Linked DNA regions of Muntiacus reevesi: region 2 is linked to region 1. A link is a contact called in public Hi-C data. All regions are on one chromosome and are shown on one strand. The core of a region is the stretch at or near the end of the contact, and the rest is flanking DNA. Distances in the headings are between cores, read along the strand shown.

Region 1 (3,406 bases), core at 514-3,013:
AATGATTTCAAATTCGCCAATGTAACCTGTAGAACACAATTGACTGTATTAAAATAATTTTAAAATTAAGACGGCAATACTCAAAACAAGCCACCCTGCAATTTTTAAAAAAAGGAATAATTTCCTCCTTGCCTCTTCATACCTTCCCACTCCCAAAGGCTACCTAGTGTCCAGGACGTTCAACAATCCTTTACATCCCATGAAGCTCTGAGAAGAGCTCAGGGTCCTTTCAATGACATGTTGTGGGAGTGATGTTATTATCAACAAAGGCCATTTTAGCTGCCAAACACCTAGCAGAGCAACAGTCACAAACCTCCTTCTTTCAACAGTCCTGTCCTACTCAGCATTTCTTAAACAGCATCACTTCTCCAGGACTACCCTGTCCACAGCCCAAGTCAACTGCATTAGTTACCACATCTGACTGCCACCTTGCTCCCCATTTTCCCTCTCCAGACCTCTCTCCTCAGTTAATTTCTCCAAGCCCCATTCCACAGCATGTTTATCTCAAAACATAAAACAGCAACTTACCATGCTTCATCATCACTGTTAGAAACCTGACGATGACCTTGGAGCACGGCCGAATAAGCACCTGGCGTTTGCCTCTCTTTTCAGCGTTGTTGATACTCTTGAGAGCATCAGCCAGGACATTCATGCGCACCATTCTGGCTGTTCTCGGAAAACAAAACAGGCGTTTTACCGGCACCGTTTTACCATTAACAGGCACCCTATCATTTCCCTGCGAACACTTCCTTTCCTTTCTGCCTCAATCATGTGGAAGCGTCCCCATTTCTCAGCAGGCTGTTTCCCCAGTAACCCAAGAAGGATGTCAACTACTAAAACAAAAACACCAGTCGTGGTAGGTTATTCAAAATGAGAGTTGATAATCAAACTTGTGGAATTCAGCAGCATCTCTACTATTAACTCGGTCCCTTAAACCTACTCAGTCAGCCTTTTCCCAATAACCGAAAGAACTACTCAACTTTCACCTAACACCCAGAACTACTCTATTAACATAAAATGTCCGGCCCTGTGCCATCTAAAGCTATGCCCAACAGTAAGGGTACCAAAGTAATAAACTGAAACATTTCACATGCACTAGACTGGACTCTTACCTCAATGGGCACAAACTTCATCTAATAAACTTTTGAAAGTTAGGAACAGAGGCATGTCTCAAACCACAACAGTAGCGCTCCAACCTACTTCCTCCAGCTCCACAGTGTCTTCAGAGGAAACCAGATTCGCTCCCAGCAAACCGCCACCACAGGCAGGATGCAGTTTCCCCTCCTGAGGGTCCTCATCTCCCAAGCTCCCGGCGCAACCACAGTAACGGGAAGCTGCACGGCCCACCAACTCCGTGGCCCTCCAGTGCTTCTCGGAGCCAACAAGCTGCCTCAACCACTACCGGGAGGTACTGGCGCCGCCGAAAGATTCGGAGCTGCCACCCCTCCGGAACGGTCCAAAGCTCCCTGTTCCCAAGGGCTGCGGCCTGCGCCCCAGAGGCCGGGCTCTCCCGGAGGCAAAGCATGGAATAGCCGGGCATTACTCTCCCCTATGCCTGCCCAGACCCAAGCAAGGCTAGCATCTCCGGCCCAGGAGGCCTCCGACATCCTCGCAGGACACGGAGCGCGACTCCCACACCACAGGATGGCACCGATAACCGAGGGATGATGTTGGGTAGCTCAGAGAGAGATACTCACCGGCACGGAAAGATGGCGGAAAGAGGACGGGAGGGGCGAGCGCACGGAATTATGGGTTACGGGTCGGGCTATCGCGAGACTTTTAAAGCCCCGCCAAAAACAAATAAAGAAGGATTGCCTACTGGAAGGAGGCGGGTGAAGGGGCGGAGCCTCCTCCGGGGTAGGTAGTAGAGAATCGATGGAATCGAACATCCCCGGCGCGGCATGGGGGCAGTCACCTGGCAAGAGATGCGGAATTGGTAGTTTTAAACTCCTTTCTAGCAGCTAATTGGTAAAAACGAAAAACTGACGAGAGCCTAGATATTTACTAATTTTTATTGCAGTAACTGTTGACTATTTAGAATGAATTTTGATACGTGCGTATTTACACTATCTCTGCAAGGGATAATCGGCGGCAATTGCCTTTGGGAAGGGCGTTAGAAAGTGGGATGGGAGTCATGCTTTTCTCCCCATTTTTGTTGTTTAGTCGCTAAGTCGTATCCGACTGTTTGTGACCCTATGGACTGTAGCCGGTAAGGCTCCTGTGTTCAAAGGATTTCCCAGGCAAAGATGGGTAAGTTGCCATTTCTTTCTCCAGGGGATCGTCCCCATCCAGGAATCGAACACGGGTTTCGTGCGTTGGCGAATTCTTTACCACTGAGCGACCAGGGTAGAGCTTTCTCCTTATACAATTTCTTTTTGTCTTTTGAAATTTGTTTATACTTTTTCAAAAGAGTAAAAAATATTTTTCTTAATCGATGCTTCCTTTTTGACGCTCCCTAAATATTAGAAATTATTTTCTGGAGTTCCAGATTTTTCTTTCAAGTTTTGAAAGACACAGTTGCAAAGAAAGCCACAAATGTTTCGAAATAAAAGCTCGGCCTCTTCAAGGTTGTTGCAAGGGTCAGATGAGATAATGGTGACAAAGGGCTCGCAAAATGCCTGGCACGCATTAAATAAATGCTCAGTAGTTACTGCTTCGGGCTCGAGGTCCGGCTGCCTGGGAGTCAGTGAATTCTGGCGCCGCCCTCTCTGGAGCTGAGTGACCTCAGGCTAAGCTTCTGCCCAGGACTTAAGCTTCCTCACCGCTTTCACCCTTACCCTCCCTTCTTCAGTCAGTCAGTTCAGTCGCTCAGTCCTGTCCGACTCTTTGCGACCCCAGGAATCGCAGCACGCCAGGCCTCCCTATCCATCACAAACTCCCGGAGTTTACTCAAACTCATGCCCATCGATCGAGTCGGTGATGCCATCCAGCCACCTCATCCTCTGTCGTCCCCTTCTCCTCCTGCCCCCAATCCCTCCCAGCATCAGGGTCTTTTCCAATGAGTCAGCTCTTCGCATGAGGTGGCCAAAGTATTAGAGTTGCAGCTTCAGCATCAGTCCTTCCAATGAACACCCAGAACTTATCTCCTTCAGGAGGGACTGGTTGGATCTCCTGGCAGTCCAAGGAACCCTCCCTTCTTACCCTTCCCTTATTTTCCACCCCCTTCCCTGTGTTTCCCACGTGGCTGCCAGAATGATCATTTTAAAACTTGTCCGACCTTGGACTCTCCAAGGATTTCTGTCAGCCTCAGTAAAATCCAGATTCCTTACAAAAACTTACAAGGTCCCTCTTGTAACATCTGCCTCCTTGCAAAGGAACACCATCCTCCAGCGTTCTCCCTGGCTGGCTTTTCTTCACATATTCCAAGCACACTCTGCCTCAGGGCCTTTGCATTTGCTTTTCCCTT
Region 2 (3,406 bases), core at 457-2,956, 460 kb after region 1:
CTGCAGCCCTGAAATAAAAAGACACTTGCTCCTTGGAAGGAAAGCTATGACCAACCTAGATAACATATTAAAAAGCAGAGCAGTTATTCTGCCAACAAAGGTCTGTCTAGTCCAAGCTATGGTTTTTCCAGTGGTCATGTGAGAGTTGGACTATAAAGAATGCAGAGCACGGAAGAATCAATGCTTTTGAACTGTGGTGTTGGAGAAGACCCTTGAGAGTCTCTTGGATTTCAAGGAGATCCAACCAGTCAATCCTAAAGGAAATCAGTCCTGAATATTCACCGGAAGGACAGATGCTGAAGCTGAAACTCCAATTCTTTGGCAATGTGATGTGAAGAACTGACTCACTGGAAAAGACCCTGACGCTAGGAAAGACTGAAGGCAGGAGGACAAGGGGAAGACAGAGGATGAGATGGTTGGATGGCATCACTGACTCAACGGACATGAGTCTGAGCAAGCTCCCAGAGTTGGTGATGGACAGGGGAAGCCTGGTGTGCAGCAGTCCATGGGGTTGCAAAGAGTCACACACAGGACTGAGCAACTTAACTGATTCTCTTCCAACTCTTTTGATTTTATCAAGGAAACTGTCTCAGTTTACAGCTGGCGTATCTTAAAATCTTCCTAACACTTGTTAATTTTCCTTTCTTACGAGAAAAAAGATGGTCTTGAGTTCAAACCTTGGTAGCCAAGAGTATCTAATACAATAACTTGTTTTCAGCGTACTTTTATGATTTTCTTTTTGGGACAAGAGATACTGGTTTTCCTTTTACCTAGGGATCTAGATTCCAATGTTCTAACTTAAAAAAGGAATACGGTTTAGGGATATTAAAAAAAAAAAAAAACTCTAGTAATATCAGTGGTATTGTTATAAAGCAAAAATCCTGACGGTGGTACACGAATGGTTTAACTTTGAGAAAATGACCTCACAATTTTCTGAGGCAGCTCGGATAAATGAGGAAAAGACGAGTCAGAATCTAAGCCCAATCCTCCCTACTCCAATTCGATGCTCCTTCCAACATTCCGGTGCTTCTCTAACTTGCAAATGCACACGAGTCATTCCAAGGGCTTGTTAAGATCCGGTAGGTTAGGAGAGCGATCTGAGAATCTGCGTTTCTAACAAGCTCCGGAGTGGGGCGGGCGTATGGGAGGAAGCCCACGCTGCCGGTCGTAGGGCCACCTACAAGGCCATAAGCGAAAGCTACAAGGACCACCCACTCCCTCACCAGTACACTAAACTTTCAAGACTGCCAACTCTCCTCAGTCCGGAACCCCTACCACACCTGCCGTGACGTCACAGAACAGGCGTGAAATTACGTCATTGCCCGCAATGCGCGGACGCCCAATGGGCTCGCCAGAACGTCACAGCGGAAAACCCACCCCCTTTCGGTCCGGCGGGGCCCGCGGCCGATTACACGCCTCGCGCCGCTTTTCCAGCCGCGCAGTCGCCCTCCGTCGCAGCCCTGTGACGTGTGAACGTCTACCCGCCCCGTGACCTCTCCGACCTAAGCCTAAGGAGAAAATTCCCGGGCTCCTCAGTCCCACGCGCGATCGCGTTCAGGCCTCCCCTTTACCTGAGAGGGGCTGCAGGGCGCCTGTGCGCAGGCGCCACAGGCAGCTAGCCGCCGCCGCCCGCACACAACTCATTGCCGCGGAAGCAGCACTACTACTCTTTGAACGGAGCGGGCCAACCGTGTCCTTGGCGCAGACTTGATGACGCACGGCTGACGTAAGGCAGATGCGGCTGCCTCGCGCACTGGTGGAAACGCCCCTAGTCCCAAGCTTCCACCCGATTGGTTGGAAGTGTCAAATGAAAAGACTCTAGTGGATGCAGTCGCTATCAATCACTACGTAAAGAGTTGCCATGGAGATGAGAATGCTAACTGGCTCTTTCAAAAATCCAAACAGGTGAAAGATTACTCACTTCAATTCCTGAGGAAAAGGACCATGAGGGAATTGTTTACCGGCAAAGCCACTGTATTTTGTGCTTTGCCAATACAGGAAATTTCTATCTGTAGGCTCTTTAAAATAGTAGAAATTACAGTCTGAAATTCAATTCACCACGTGCAAATAGTGTTGACTCTAGGTACTGGGGTTGACAAACTAAATTTCCTCCTACTCCTTTTCTCTATTTTTAGATTTTCTACAAAGAACATTTATTATTGCTATCCTTATTTCCCCTTTACTGTTAGAGCTTGTGTTAGTACCTCAGTCGTGCGGGACGCTTTGTGACCCCCATGGGCTGTAGTGTGCCAGACTCCTCTCTCCATAGAATTCTCCAGGCGAGAATAGTGGAGTGGGTAGGGATTCACTTCTCCAGGGGATCTTCCCCACCCAGGGATCCAATTTGAGTCTCCTGCACTGCAGGCAGATTCTTTACCATCGGAGTCCCCAGGAAATTGGTGCAAACTGTTTCTTGAGGGGAAGGTTGAATGAGTAGATTTAGCAACATATTTCATACTTTTGAGTCTGTATCCTGTCTGTCAGGGTAGACTCATTAATTGTAATAAATCACTGGTCGGGAGGCTGTGCATGTGTGGAGGCATGTTTAATAATGGTAACTCTAGAGTTGAAATTGTGAGGTGACTTTCATTTTCTACTTTACATTCTTGGATTATATATCTTTTATCCATCACTATAAAATATTTAAGATAGACTGCTATTGTAGAATAATGTTGCTAATTGTTTTAAAATTTAACGCACTTTTTTGCTGAAAGTTTTACTTTCCTTTCAGGTTGGAAGGACTCATTAACACAAGAAACCACATGGTATTACATACATAAACAATTTCACATTTTTATGGAAGATTGACAGTTTCAACATACAATAATTAAAAGAAGAGAAATAGAAACAATAGAGAGAATTAACAACACATACACCACCAAATTGGGCCAACCTACATCTAGACTTGAACAGGCTGGAAGTCCCTTGTTAACAGCAATCTGGAGTCCCTACTGGGAAAGGGTCCTGGGCTGTACACCCACCCCAAGGGTGAGACTTCATATTGCAGTTTCAGGGGCTCTTGCTTATAATCCTAGACTGCAGACTGGTATCATTAATAGTTTGCATGCAGAAATGCAGCTCTGTTTTTACTTTCACCTTTTTACAATGTTTCACCTTGTGAGCCATAGGATTTTGTTAGACCCTGAGGGGTTGGCCAGACCTCCGGGGGCTCAAGAATTCCAAGACCCACTCCTTTTTTTATCTAAAGTGCTGCCTCACATACTGTGCTTGCAGGCAGGCACAGAATCTGGGCAGTGTCCAGGCAGATCAGAAGCAGGTCAGAGGCCTGCTCTTCTGAAGCCTGAACAAAACTTCCTCCATTTTAATTTCCCTAACAACACTGCAATGATTTACAATTGTAATTGATTGTTACATAACTATTTCTATTTTTGACTGCACTGGGTCT

The links. Hi-C and Micro-C count contacts between places; a contact is called where the count stands out from the background.
Region 2: a Hi-C map of blood shows a contact between it and region 1, with 4 times the contacts expected there. The contact joins the promoter of COQ7 here to the promoter of RPS15A in region 1. A contact is called at or near these places in 2 of 3 Hi-C or Micro-C datasets (blood and muscle).

What each region holds. Positions count from the first base shown.
Region 1 is chr2:195,166,615-195,170,020 of mMunRee1.1, forward strand. RPS15A (ribosomal protein S15a) reads right to left here and starts at 1,764. Exons shown (of 5, transcript XM_065924411.1): 1 at 1,698-1,764; 2 at 529-666; 3 at 1-26. The coding sequence starts at 661.
Region 2 is chr2:195,625,112-195,628,517 of mMunRee1.1, forward strand. It overlaps COQ7 (coenzyme Q7, hydroxylase), which reads right to left and starts at 1,707. Exons shown (of 6, transcript XM_065920306.1): 1 at 1,572-1,707. The coding sequence starts at 1,644.